2 separate regions of the Triticum aestivum genome follow, and region 2 is linked to region 1. The links are chromatin contacts, called in public Hi-C maps. All regions are on one chromosome and are shown on one strand. Each heading gives the region's core, a stretch centred on a gene start, on an enhancer-like site or on the middle of the called end of the contact. The rest is flanking DNA. Distances are from core to core; before and after follow the strand shown. Region 1 holds the start of LOC100049038 (tubulin alpha-2 chain). Region 2 holds the start of LOC123098219 (superoxide dismutase [Cu-Zn] 2).

Evidence for each region. Hi-C and Micro-C count contacts between places; a contact is called where the count stands out from the background.
Region 2: a contact with region 1 is called in a Hi-C map of leaf, with 5 times the contacts expected there. The contact joins the promoter of LOC123098219 here to the promoter of LOC100049038 in region 1. A contact is called at or near these places in 2 of 5 Hi-C or Micro-C datasets (both in leaf).

Annotation. Positions count from the first base shown.
Region 1 is chr4D:405,219,054-405,226,558 of IWGSC CS RefSeq v2.1, reverse strand. LOC100049038 (tubulin alpha-2 chain) reads right to left here and starts at 2,818. Exons shown (of 5, transcript XM_044520145.1): 1 at 2,489-2,818; 2 at 1,825-2,039; 3 at 1,049-1,248; 4 at 291-799; 5 at 1-168. The coding sequence starts at 2,601.
Region 2 is chr4D:405,350,700-405,358,204 of IWGSC CS RefSeq v2.1, reverse strand. LOC123098219 (superoxide dismutase [Cu-Zn] 2) reads right to left here and starts at 3,673. Exons shown (of 7, transcript XM_044520147.1): 1 at 3,490-3,673; 2 at 3,290-3,391; 3 at 1,717-1,812; 4 at 1,577-1,608; 5 at 1,412-1,487; 6 at 147-200; 7 at 1-22. The coding sequence starts at 3,595.

The sequences.
Region 1 (7,505 bases), core at 1,569-4,068:
CGCTTGGCGTACATGAGGTCGAACTTGCGGTCGATGCGCGAGAAGACCTCGGCCACGGCCGTGTTGTTGCTGATCATGCACACCGCCCGCCGCACCTTGGCCAGGTCCCCTCCCGGAACCACCGTCGGCGGCTGGTAGTTTATCCCGCACTTGAACCCAGTCGGACACCTTCAATTTGCACGCAGCAAGCAAAGCAAGAACACAATTAAAAACAGAGTCATGCATTGCATGGTGCCGCTAAATCTCAATGTCAGGTGATAACAACGAAGAAACTACATAGATGTACATACCAGTCGACGAACTGCACGGTCCTCTTGGTCTTGATGGAGTGGACGGCGGAGTTGACGTCCTTGGGCACGACGTCGCCGCGGTACATGAGGCAGCAGGCCATGTACTTGCCGTGCCGGGGGTCGCACTTGGCCATGACGCTCGACGGCTCGAACACGGAGTTGGTGATCTCGGGGACGGAGTGCTGCTCGTGGAAGGCCTTCTCCGCGGAGATGATGGGCGCGTAGGAGGAGAGCATGAAGTGGATCCGCGGGTACGGCACCAGGTTGGTCTGGAACTCGGTTATGTCCACGTTGATGGCGCCGTCGAACCGCAGCGAGGTGGTCAGCGACGATATCACCTGGGATATCAGCCGGTTCAGGTTGGTGTAGGTCGGGCGCTCGATGTCCAGGGACCTCTTGCAGATGTCGTAGATGGCCTCGTTGTCCAGGAGCACCACCACGTCGGTGTGCTCGATCAGCGAGTGGGTCGACAGCACGCTGTTGTAAGGCTCCACAACGGCCGTCGAAATCTGAAACAGGCAATGGTTTCAGCTGAAACTTAACCAGGGAAATGTGAAACTCCCAGCGCTTTTATTACTCTGCATACTAGCCTTTTCTTATCAATACCGTTAGATTCATCATTGAGAATATTTTCACATCATCTACACTTGTTGTAAATATTCATATTGTTTTCCTATTAACTTGCTCAAATCTTATAAAGTTTGACTTAGGACAGAGCTAATATGAAAAGTAAATAAATAGAGAGGGAGCAATAGTACCTGTGGTGAAGGATAGATGGTGAAACCGAGCTTCGATTTCCTGCCATAGTCGACCGATAGGCGCTCCAGAAGCAATGAACCAAGCCCTGAGCCAGTTCCACCACCGACAGCATTGAAAACCAAGAAGCCTTGGAGACCAGTGCAGTTGTCCGCCAATTTTCTGATCCGGTCAAGGCAAAGGTCCACTACTTCTCTTCCAACTGCAGCATCAGAAACAGGGTTTAAAGAAAGGAGTATTTGTTAGTAGGAGCATAGGGCTGTTTCCCAAGCATGACAATTTTAGTAGTTAAACTGGGCTGCCTCAAGGATGAAAGGGTGTTCTATTCCATGTGTGAGCACTAAACTCAGCATGAAATGATCTTAAGTTATACCTGACACCTGTAGCATGTTGCTTGCAATTCGTGAATACGATTATAGTTAGAGACATTTTCAATACACATTATTTATACTGAAATTCAATATAACGCTTCTGAGCTGGAAATTCCATATGGACTCTTGAATAAAAAATTATCTTAATAAACGATAAGAAAAATATATTTTATATTTCTCAACCATCTTAAAAATAACCAACTAAACTGTGCACAACTGGCAGGAAAAAACTGACCAGATGCTCATTTCCAAACATAAGGTAACACAGAAATTATAGAATCTGCAACTACCAAATTTCATCAGAGATCGTCGAATTATAAATAAGAATTGCTAGGTTGACTTCTAAATAGTTGGTGCTCAGAAAAGATCTTTTTGGCAAAAAGGTAGCCGAGGCCCAAGCATGGTACCTGTGTAGTGTCCGCGGGCAAAGTTGTTAGCAGCATCTTCATTGTGGGAGATGAGCTGCTCTGGATGGAAGAGCTGGCGATATGCCCCCGTCCTCACCTCGTCGATGACCGTGGGCTCCAGATCAACGAACAAGGCCCTCGGAACGTGCTTCCCTGAACCCGTTTCGCTGAAGAACGTGTTGAATGCATCCTTGGCAACCCCAACCGAGGTGTCACTGCAATCCGATGGTAAAAAGTTCAGGTTTTGGTATTGTAAAGTAGGAGTACGATCGTTAGTAGTACAAGCAAAGCCCAGCATGTATCCTCATGAAGATTGTTTCACAAAACTGGTACTAGTGTTTTGAGTTTTGATCATGCAAAACCAAAATTGATTTTGAAGCAAGCTGTGTCACCAAATCACAGGCAATACTTCAGGCTGCGCTACTCGGGGGCACGCTCAAATTAAACCGGATCATCCAACCCATCTAACAAAAATCCAGGAGTATTTACATATGTTCACCACCCACAATTCAAGAACACCATCAGTCAGAATTCTAATCAAGACAAATTATTCTTCAGGAGAAGAATTCCAATCGAGATAGAGGGTGATCATGAGTATTTCTCAGAGCTCTGAAAGGAAAAGACTATGAGAGCAACAAATCGGAACAGAGGAGGAGTAGCTGACCTGGGCATGAGGCCGTCGGGCTGGATGCCATGCTCGAGGCAGTAGAGCTCCCAGCAGGAATTCCCCACCTGGATGCCCGCCTGCCCGATGTGGATGCTTATGATCTCCCTCATCTCTCTCTCTCTCTCTCTCTCTCTCTCTCCCTATGCTCTGCTCTGCTCTTGTGCAGCTCTGTCGCCTCGGAAGCTCAGAAATAGCACCTGCGCGAGGAAGCAGCCAGAAGGAGACGGAAAGGGCTTGCAGAACAGGGGGAAAAGGTTGGAGGGGAGAAGAAGGAGCGAGGCTGCACGGCGGCCTTACCGGACTCTTGAGCAAGCGGAAAGCGATGGATGGATTACACCGCACGTCGGACGGAAAGCCACCCGTCGTAGGGACAAAATCACTGGGCGTGGACGACCTGGACCATGTCTCGCTCCCACCATCGGTGCCAAACCGAATGCTCTCACCACTCACATCCACGCCCTGGACCATGTCTCGCTCCCACCATCGGTGCCAAACCGAATGCTCTCACCACTCACATCGCTGCCGTCGTAAGGCCAACCCCACCGCGCGATCCTAAACGGAAGTCCGTTTTGTCCGGATTCTATCCGTTTGGATAGGGCAATGGGGTCGTGTCCGGACGTGTCCTGGAATGCGGTGATCGTGCGCCCAGCGCGCGGCCGCATCCGTTTGCCCCCATCCTGTCCGTCAGGGCCAAAAATGCCCATATTTTCATCAAAACTAGTTTGCACGTCCAAATATTTGTCTGAAAATTAAAATAGTTTTACAACCCAATTGAAATTGTCTTTAATAAAATAGTTTTACAACCAAATTGAAATTGTCTTGACTGAACATAAAATGAACCAATACATCTATTGGTTGCCAATGTGATCCCACACGTGCTCAACCAAGTCATTTTGAAGATTCAAATGAGTGTGTCAATCACGCATCTCGCGGTGGAATTGAACAAACTGTTCAAATGTGGCCGGGTCTTGATGCAGGGGCTCAATATTTTCACCTTGATAATCAAATCCTTGGTCGAAGATACTCTTATCACGCTCGTCCTCGACGATCATATTGTGCATGATCACACAAGCAGTCATCACCTCCCAAAGCTTCCTTTCATCCCATGACAGTGCAGGGTTTCGAACGATACCCCACCGGGATTGAAGCACGCCAAAAGCACGTTCCACATCCTTTCTAGCACTCTCTTGCATTTGGGCAAATCTCTTTCTCTTCTCACCTTGGGGTTTCGAAATTGTCTTCACAAAAGTTGACCACTGAGGATATTTACCATCAGCTAGATAGTATCCCTTGTTGTACTAGTGGCCGTTGATCTGAAAGTTGACAGGTGGGGAGTGGCCTTCTGCAAGCCTTGCGAAGACTGGAGAACGCTGCAGCACGTTGATATCATTGTGAGAACCTATCATGCCGAAGAAAGAATGCCATATCCAAAGATCCTGCGAAGCCACCGCTTCTAATATGACAGTGCACGCCTTGACATGCCCCTTGTACTGGCCCTGCCAAGCAAATGGACAGTTCTTCCACTCCCAGTGCATACAATCTATGCTGCCAAGCATGCCTGGAAAGCCTCTAGCTCCGTTGGTCACCAACAATCTCTCTGTATCAGCGGCAGTTGGCTGCCTCAAGTACTCTGGGCCAAACACCTCGATCACAGCCTGGCAGAACTTGTACATTGACATCAGACATGTTGTCTCACTCATACGCACATACTCATCCATCAGATCGCCTGGAATTCCATATGCAAGCATGCGGATGGCCGCGGTGCATTTCTGGTAAGAGGAGAATCCAAGCTTGCCAAGGGCATCCGTCTTGCACTCGAAGTATGGGTCGTGAGCAAGCACTCCCTCTCGGATACGATTGAACAGATTCCTTGACATACGAAAACGGCGAAGAAATTTATCCGGCTTGAAAAGCGGGGTGTTCGCAAAGTAATCGGCATAGAGCAGGGCGTGGCCTCTCTCCTTGTTGCGGTTCAAGTTGGGAGCACGGCCAGGGACTGACCCCTGTACCGAGGAAGCTGCCGTTGAATGTGGTCGTGAACGACCAGTGCAGCCACCACAAGATCTTCATCATCCGACGACGAATCGTCCGATGAACAAAGGAAGTGATGGAAGAAAAACTCGTCTCCACTGTCCATACCTTTTGTGGCAAAATGTCGAACACCTTGCGGTCGTGGTGGCGAAGAGGCCGCGATGATCACCTCGACGCAGCAGGGGTGGTTGCCGGCCGGCTACTGGCCGCTCTAGAGCTCTCGTCGGAAGCTGCCGCGGCCGCCGTGGTACGTCACTGCTACCTCTTGAGCACTGCGTTGGTTTTCCCTTGAAGAGAAAAGGGCGATGCAGTAAAGTAGCGTAAGTATTTCCCTCAGTGTTTTAGAACCAAGATATCAATCCAGTAGGAGACCACGCTCAAGTCCCACGCACCTACACAAACAAATAAGAACCTTGCAACCATCGCGATAAAAGGGGTTGTCAATCTCTTCACGGCCACTTGCAAAAGTGAGATCTGATAGAGATGATAAGATAATATTTTTGGTATTTTAATGATAAAGAGTAAAAGTAAAGAAAGCAAAATAAACGATAATAGAAATAACGGGAGATTAATATGATGGAAAATAGACCTGGGGCCATAGGTTTCACTAATGGCTTCTCTCAAGAGCATAAGTATTACGGTGGGTAAACGAATTACTGTCGAGCAATTGATAGAATTGAGTATAGTTATGAGAATATCTAGGTATGATCATGTATACATCACGTCCGTGACAAGTAGACCGACTCCTGCCTGCATCTACTACTATTGCTCCACACATCGACCGCTATCCAGCATGCATCTAGAGTATTAAGTTCATAAGAACGGAGTAACGCTTTAAGCAAGATGACATGATGTAGAGGGATAAATTCATGCAATATGATATAAACCCCATCTTTTTATCCTCGATGGCAACAATACAATACGTGTCGTTTCCCCTATTGTCACTGGGATCGAGCACCGCAAGATTGAACCCAAAGCTAAGCACTTCTCCCATTGCAAGAAAGATCAATCTAGTAGGCCAAACCAAACTGATAATTCGAAGAGACTTGCAAAGATAACCAATCATACATAAAAGAATTCAGAGGAGATTCAAATATTGTTCATAAATAATCTTGATCATAAATCCACAATTCATCGGATCTCGACAAACACACCGCAAAGGAAGATTACATCGAATAGATCTCCAAGAGAATCGAAGAGAACTTTGTATTGAGATCCAAAGAGAGAGAAGAAGCCATCTAGCTAATAACTATGGATCCGAAGTTACACTAACTTACAGCAAGCGCGAGCAGCCGGCGCTTGCAATGTCCATTTTGTGACAATATGATGATGTTTCAAACATTAAACAAACATGCAAAATAAAGACATAGCATAGTTCAATTGCACGGCACGTCAACAATCATGCCACATCATCATCCAACCAAGTTCAAAATCACCCAACCAAGTTCATGACACATAAAAGTTCATACAAACAAATAGCACATCAACAATCATGCCACATCATCATCGTCCTCCTCTCCCTCCGATTCTTCATCCTCATCCGAAGAAGATTCTTCCTCCTCCTCTTCATCGTCACACGCTGCGTCGTCATCGAGTGGTCGGATGGTGTTTGCAAGATCTTGAACAACATCATGCGAAGGTATGTGAGGCACACCGAAAGACATGCGTCCACCCATGTCACCCGAAGGTGCTCCCATGCCTCCCATGAGAGACCCAAAATTCATGCCTCCCATGGTAGCTTCGAAGCCACCCATGCCGCTCATGTTAGCTCCGAAGCCACCCATGCCTCCCATGCCACCCATGCCTCCCGTAGATGCTCCCATGGTAGCTCCAAAGCCACCTATGCCTCCCATGCCATGCCTCCCGTAGATGCTCCCATGGTAGCTCCGAAGCCACCTATTCCTCCCATGCCATGCATGTTAGTTCCAAAGCCACCCATGCCTCCCGTAGATAGACTCCATTTGGTCTTTTTGGCCTGGAGTAGGCAACCGAGTTTGGTGTAGGGCTTCTCTTGCCGTCACCACTTGATTCCTCCTCATCATCATTATCCAAATCAATAGTTGCCTTGCTTTTCTTGCTCTCCTCTTCTTCATCACGGGGCTTCCATTTCTCTTCATCCTTAAACACATTGTAGCAATGGGCAAACACAAATGGTCTCCCTTTCTTGACCTTCCCTTTCTTGGTCTTCTTCTCTTCTCCTTGAAATAAGTTTTGTGCAATAGTGAGCTACAAACAAAAAAACCAAGTTAACATTTCAAACAACAAAAAAACACATGAACATGGAAGGAACAAGTTTATCATGGAAGAAAGGGCTTACCCTATCTCTATCATTAGCGCCACTTGGGTTGATCGTGTCAACCGCCTTAAGTGCCGCCGCCCACCTTTGACAATCTTTTGTTGATTGTCGGCCACCGGGAGTGAAGAGATCTCTCTGTGCGGTCAATTCCACTCATGTTGTGTACATCAAAGTGCTCCTTCATCCGGATCCGATATGCATCTCTACTTTGGTCCCCTCCAACGTTGGAATACATAGACACTTGCAACCATGTATTGCATAGCAAGATGTCCTTCTCCATGGTATAGTTGCCCCCTCTTCTTTTCGGTGCATCGACGATACCCTCACCATCCTCGTCCACCTCAAACTCATGATCATCTAAATGCACTTCATTGGTTTGAGACCAATGAGAATTGTTGGAGCCAACACCCATAATTGACATATATGTCTCATCATTGAAACTACAAAGTATGTACAAGAAAACTAAGCTATCCATATTTGTCCATTCATGTAAAAGATAACAACAACAAAAAGGGGGCAAAATCATACCTTGTGGGCATTTCATCAAACACCTTGTGCACATCGGCCGTCAGCGCTTCGGTCGGCGTCGCATCCGCCACACGCCCTGCAAGCTTCTTCTTCAGCTGCCTAGAAGAGTCGTCCGCCGCTTGTTCTTCTTCCCGGTCCTGTTTTGCCGCCGCCACATTT
Region 2 (7,505 bases), core at 2,424-4,923, 130 kb before region 1:
GCAGGCTGAATTCCAATGATACCTACAAGTTATTCGAGGATATATGTATTAAATACAGTCACGGTGTTAGAGAATCATCTACAGAAAGCAGCACCTTGTGTGTGCATTTGCTCAGTGTTGAAAACAAATAAAGGGTTGCCATTTACCACATCCAATTCTGGCTCCTGCATTTCCTGTTGATTTACTGAGTTCATGGCCACCTACAAAATATTAAAGGAAAATACTCAGGAGCAGTAAAAATATGCGAATGCCGGCCAAGACCTATACTAAACAGTAGTACAAATGTCTGCAGTCGCCCAATGGTTACAGAAAACAAGGAAATACATGTTTGACGTTTCAAGTGCAGCAGAGCATAGGTAAGCTTGGACAGAGTGCAGAGGAAACCATCACATGAAACAGAGCAAGTACTAAACAGCAGTATCATATACAGTACTCGTTTTACAAATTCAAACTGAATGCAAAACGAGGTCAGATATACAGGTTTTTTTTTCCAAGCATCCAAATGACTCCTGCAGCAAATTCACCCATGTAGCAGACATGTATATAACACCCAACAGTGCTTGATAATTAAGACAACAGAACGTGGCAGATTGCAGCAAAGCTCATTACAAAATTCTCTTTTCATCCAAAGTCAGAACATTTTACTGCTACCCTATTGTGATTAACAGAGTACGAGTTCTCATCAAGTCTATGTCATGCACAAAACAAAACATACTTCAAAATACTGACTAGCCGTTCAGTGCCTACAAGTGTAGGATGACATAACCCATGGTACAGTAATCCTGTAATGTGGCACTATCTTTGCCTGGTGAATTCTGCTCTGCTGCTTGCGACACACCAAAAATTTCATACACTGATAGGCTTGAGCAAGAAGGGGAGCCTTGGCGCAGTGGTAAAGCTGCTGCCTTGTGACCATGAGGTCACGGGTTCAAGTCCTGGAAACAGCCTCTTGCAGAAATGTAGGGAAAGGCTGCGTACAATAGACCCAAAGTGGTCGGACCCTTCCCCAGACCCTGCGCAAGCGGGAGCTACATGCACTGGGGCTGCCCTAATAGGCTTGAGCAAATCACATATCAGTTGGATATAGTAATCCATTACACTCCAGGCAACCTTCAGCAATTAGTCATGATCCAGTGTCACCCATGGTCCTGGTTTAATTGGAGAACTGAATGGACCATGTGCTCAAGGAAAGACATTTAAGTGTATGATATCAACATTATATACAGAGTAACATCCCAGTTCAGCAGGTGGTGCTGTAATTTACTAGCTTCAGACTACAGTGAAACATTCAATCATAATTTTTCTGAAAGAAGTTCTATCTATCTTATTCCTGGATATATATACATATAAAAGGAAGACTGGACTTATTTTTACAGAAATATACATCTCCCAGTTAGGTTAAAATGCTTACCCTTTCCCAGGTCATCAGAATCAGCATGAACAACAACTGCCCTTCCCAATATGGAATGAGGCCCCCTTAGTGAAATCTTCATACAACAACAGAAATGAATTACCAGTACATAAAAAATTATACCAAGATGATAAAATGTTTTTACATCCTTCAATGCAATGGAACCTGCAAGTCCTTTATGAAGATTTCTGCAACACCTGAAAGAAATCACTAGCATGTTACTAAAAACAGGGATTACTTCAAGACAGTAACTTGACCCATAGTTGCCTAACCCTAAAAAATTGTTGAGTAGTCATATGACTAACCATCCTTGTTGGCTTGTATGTTTCCCAGGTCGCCCACATGTCGTTCGTCATCAACCGGTGCTCCATGGGACTTATTATGAGGATTGAAATGGGGTCCTGTTAGACAGATAAATTTGATCAGCACATCGTAAAGTTTCCACACAATGTACATTTTCTTCAAAACTTAATCCCTATCTATGGAATATGATGTTTGCAAGAAGCTGTACAAAATACCCCAACAAATTTTATGTGTACGTAGCTTAAACTAAAAAAATTGTTTATTACTTAATATAGTTATCTCGACTCCAATTAGCCATTAAAAGAAGAGACCAGAATCCAACGTCTAAAGATGCACTGAACTACAATATCCCATGAACAACCTCACCATCCCATCTATTAGCAAGACACCAGTAGACTAATCTGAAAAGAGTAGTAGCCATATGATATTTAGTAGTCCCATATGATAACTTGAAGGAACAGATAATTCAACACTGGAAACCATATTTCGTAGCCAACATTAAACTTGCATCAATTTATGCAAGCTTGCTGCAAAAACAGCGCAAACTGATAGCTGCACATTCCATCAACAGGTACTAACTAGTTCTACTTGCCAGCAAAGGTGTAAATTTCCGCAAGCAAGATAAATGTGTTAGATCTCCCCTCAAGAAACAGGTTTCTCTCTGGAAATGTTTCAAACTGCTATTCTTCTGAGATGATTCAGGCTATCACCAACTTGGCGCGGGCAGCATATCTGCTTTTCATAGAGTTGAGCCTCACTTGCTAAACAATCTGTAATATTTCTGGGAAAGTGATGTACAGCTTCTACCCAGTACTGGGGGTTATCTGTTTTTGTGTGAACTATCAAGGCATGTAATAAGTGTTGGTGGCATCAGGTTTCCACCCGTAGTTTGTGCTCAAGGCCAAGCACAAATAGTAGGTTTCCTGACAGTGCCTGAACTCATGTTTCTCTTTATTCCAACTCATATGGACCAGTAATTATGCACAGGACACTTGTTTATCAACAAAAGATTCAGTTTAGGTCATTCCTCACTGCACAGCTCAAATGCTCAATTTGTAAAAGCGATTTTAAAGCACAGAAATCCTTACCCGTTATATGTATTCGGATCATAAGACAGCTGAACTGAAACGTGAGCTTCGCTTAGGCAAAATTTGATTTTTTTTTTCGAATTAAGGGGTTACCCCCAATTACCATTTCTGAAAATTGATAACACAAGCATCCACCAAGTGTCCGTTAAGGCATCAGCCCCAGCGTCACACAACAGGTTCACGAACACCCTCCTAAACAGGAGACATCTGCCCAGCAAAATCTAAACCTTATTACAGGACCACACGACCAGGTACCGAAGCTTTTAAAGTAAAAAACAGATTACAAACTACAGTCATTGTCTGAAGAGCACCCACTATGCCCAAAATTTGTTGCATGCCACATGAAAATCGTTGCAATTGAGAGAAATATATCGTTATGATTTGAATTTATTTCTACTTCCTTGCCAGGAATTCCCAGATGCAGGGTTATACCTTAACTACCACAAATCCTAAGCCTAAGTCACACAGGCTAGAGAAGGCTACGGACCGGTGGAGTTGCAGCCGTTGGTGGTGTCGCCGAAGGCGTGGATGTGGAAGCCGTGGAGGCCCGGGGCGAGGCCCGAGACCCACCCCCTCACCTCGGTATACCCTAGCACGCACAGGTAGATCAAACTGTATCACTCTTATCAGCGAGAAGAGCGCGGCTTAGGACCGCTGTAGAGAGCATGGAGTAGAGTAAGCATATACCGGAGGAGGGGTCTTGGACGAAGTGGAGGGCGCCGGCGACAGCGCTGTCGGCGGCACCGCCGCTGATGAGGGCGACGCCCTTGAGGCTAACGGGTTTCCCTGCCATTTCTTCCTGCCCTTTGTCGCCTCGGTGCAGAGCGGATCGTTTTTCCCCTCTTCGCCTGCTCTGCCTCTCGTTTCTGGGTTGTTTTTTCTTTTTTTCTTTTTTTTGACAGAATCGTTTCTGGGTTGGTTTTTTTTCTCGCGAATTGTTTCTGGATTGTTTGCATAGCTATTCCGTCGCTTTGTTTTTCAGAAAAACTAAGGCCCACACGTGTGGGCATTTGCACATAGCCCACACGTCTCCATCACCACTTATTTTGCCACGTATAAACAGATGACATCAGTAGAAATTTTTTTGGTTTTTGCCTTAAAAATGTTTTATCTCCTAATTAAAAAAGCGAATTAAAAATCCGTTTTCATCATTAAATCCGTCTCGACGAGATCTTCAAAACTAGACCCTATGTTGATATGTTTTGACGAATTTTTTTTTGCCAAAAAATTGCCATGATGTTTACACTGTAGTTGCCATAATGCTTAGACTAAAGTTGCCATGTGGCAATTTTAGTTTGTAGATCATGGCAATTTTAGTTTTTCGATGATGGCAATTCCAGTACTTTGACCATGAAAATATTTTTTTTATGAACCATGGCAATTTTAAGTGCATGTATCGTGGCAATTTTGATTTATGGTGCATGGCAAGTCTAGTTTCTCAATTCCCCGTTTTATTATATGTCAAAATTTACTTTTAAATGTAGAAGAAAATAGCTGAAACATATCACGACAACTTCAATGTAAACATCATGGCAATTCATGTGCAATAGACACGACAACTTTTAACAAAAAAAAATTCGTCGAAATATATTGATATGAGATCTAGTTTTGAAGATCTCGTCGCGAGGGATTTAATGGTGAAAACGGATCTTCAATCTGATTTTTCATTTAAGAGATAAAACATTTTAAAACAGAAAATCCAAAAAGATTTCCACATGTATGCATGCGGTGACATGGCGTAGTGTGTGTGCTATAGGGCGTGTGGGCGGGTTTGGCTCCCACCACACGTGTGTGCGTTAGCGTTGTCCTTGTTTTTTGCCTTCTATTTTCTCATGGGAAGTTTCAGGTAGTCAGGCCACATGAGCTTTTCTTTTTTTAAAAAAAAATAGAGCGGTCTTTAAAAAAAACTTCAGATCTAGGGTATTCATCAACTATCAAGGTATCACAAATAACACCAGAAGTAAAAATTACATCTAGGTTGCATACCAACAAGCGATGACAACAAGCGCCGTGGCGAGCCGAAGGCTCGCCGCCGTCATCGCCTCTCCCTCACCGGAGTGGGGTAAACCCTGTTATAGTAGATAGTCAGGAAGTTGTCGCGCTAAGACCCTGCAGGATCACGATACCAGAACAGCAACCACCACCGATGAAGATAAGCATAGATCGAAAAGATCCAACCTGTAGACACACGAACAAAGACTGGATCCACATGAATCCATCGAAGACAAGCGCCAACCCAATCCTATGAAATTCGCCGGAGACAGACCTCCACATGCTCTCCGACGAAGCTAGAAGCTTCACTGGGACGGAGGCTAGGCAGGGAGAGCCTTATTCCGTCTTCAGATAGCCGTCGCATCGCCTCTTCGAGCAGGACACAAGCCTACCAAAACTCAAAAGAGCATCCAAATACAAAGCCCTCCCATAGACAAGGCCCGGGATACACTGCGTCTCCAGGACCCTAATACCACAGGAGACAAGGTTGAACTGTCAGCGGTCCGGGCAGGAGGCATGGAAGCCTTAACGGCTGGGTGCCCTTGCTTATTAGTGAAGGGGTGCAAGCGTGAGATGCCTTCGCTTAATAAAACAATCTTAATCGTAAGAAAAACTCAAGCTTAAGTGGAGCTAGTGCTTCACAAGATGAGACGAGTGAATGGTCCAACCTTAAGCTAAGTAGGTCGACACAAACTCGCCCAATCATAAATCCGATCACATGTATCTCTTTGGCCTTCTATTAAATCGAGAAATTAAATTGCGCACCTTTTATCTTATTGATTCTTATATCAATTTTGATACATTCTGATGGATAGTGCAAATCGAAGCTATGAGAGGCTTCATGACAAAATGAAAATAGAGAAGAGAATGAACGAGAACATAACTTTGCATTCGGTAAGTCTTGTAATTTAGGGGGAGAATCCGCACTCGAATGTGATCTCATTTTTGAAAGAGATTTGATCCATTATATAAAGAAAACTGGATCGGAAACCTTAACAATCCGAGGGCAATACAACTCGCCAAAGTAAGAACACAGAAAATACAAAACACCAATAACATAGTTACAACACAATACAAGGATCACCTTCTAGAGTTGAGAATAGGTAGTCTGGTGATGCAACACAAGTTATGTCATAAGCACATACAGTACACCACTAGCAAAAAGAGGGACGTGGTCGAGGTAGCACATTACGCCATGAGACAGGAAGAGGATAAATTCAAAATGACACAGACTAAGAGCTCCAACAACAACAATACCGAAGCCACCGACACGGAATACAACAAGGTGCCATCAACAAGAAGTTGCACGATGACCAACCCTAAGCCATCCAACACGCACAATGGAAGGGTGCGCTTGCATGTCTCGAGTTGCAGATGATGACATGAGAAGACTCAGGCCCATCGAGCATGCACAAAGAAGATACCAATTCTCCACCGGAGGGGAGCATTGCCCAAGGGAGGTGGGGGAGATCAGCGATGGAGAAGTGACATTCCCTCAAAGAGTGTCACTGGAGAAATTATCTAAATCACGGATGGGGGTATCCCATCTTGGACCGGCTACCGCATCGTCTCTACAGGGGCGGCTTGGGCAGAGCTCTAGTCGCTGTCAGACCTTCGCCGGCTCTCCTTAGCAGTCGGGGACATTGCCAGGGCAATGCCCACTGATGGGCGGCAGTGGGGTAACTCACACGACAAATCCTCGATTCCATGCCCGCTCCTCTGTCCATGATTCTCCAAATGACTGTGGTAGTTCTTTGTCGCCCATGACCGGAGTGCTTCGCCCGTTGAGCATGCTCCGCTTAAGATCGGAGCTGCTTAATCCATACATGGCGCTTGATTACCTTCAGTCAGTTTCGGATGTAGATAGTCCCTGCCTTTTTTCCCAAAGGTGGCCCTGGGTATCATTGGCTCTGCCAACACAACACACATATAACATATTGCGTAACTAAACTGAAGGTTGTGTTTCTGCACAATTATGTATCATAAATACTAGGGGTGAATCTAGACTCAATGAGAGCGCCTTTAGCCCTACTGCATTTTCGACCATTTTTGGTACTCTCTTATTCTTAGTTACTATTCTCATGCACTTTAATTCTCGCTTCGACACACCTCCACCTTCGCACCGCTTTTGCTTGGGATCTAAAATGACTTGTGGTTACGTTCCAATTGTTAGAGTATATAGGCATATCTTTGTATATGGTGGACTATGATTTGTAATCATCTCCCGCCTTATCTCTAGGAGAGGCTTCTTGCCCTCCAAGCCTTGTACTCTATATAAACCGCCCGAGAGGCTCAATACAACATCCATCATATTCCGCAACAATCCATCTCTCTCCCTTCTAACACCAATAAACCTCTATAAGGGGCAAAAGACCAGTTCCTCGGCTCTTCATGGGATCGATGCTCTTCAAAAACAACTACAACTAAACCTTTGCATTTACAGAACATGAGGTACTGTTGAATATTGGCTTTGAGAAGGCCCGTGACAAGGTTAAATGGCCTTTTCTATATCAGATGATGCAACAAAAGGAAATTGGAGATGTATGGTGTGATTGGGTAATGAAGACTGTTAGGGAAGGAAGAGTGGTTGTGAAAGTGAATGATCACTTTGCCATACTTTCTTGAAGATCAACTTTCATAAGAATAAGATATATTGTCTGGGGGGGGGGTCGTGAAAAGAGACTAGGATTTCAAGGCGATTTTTACTTGTC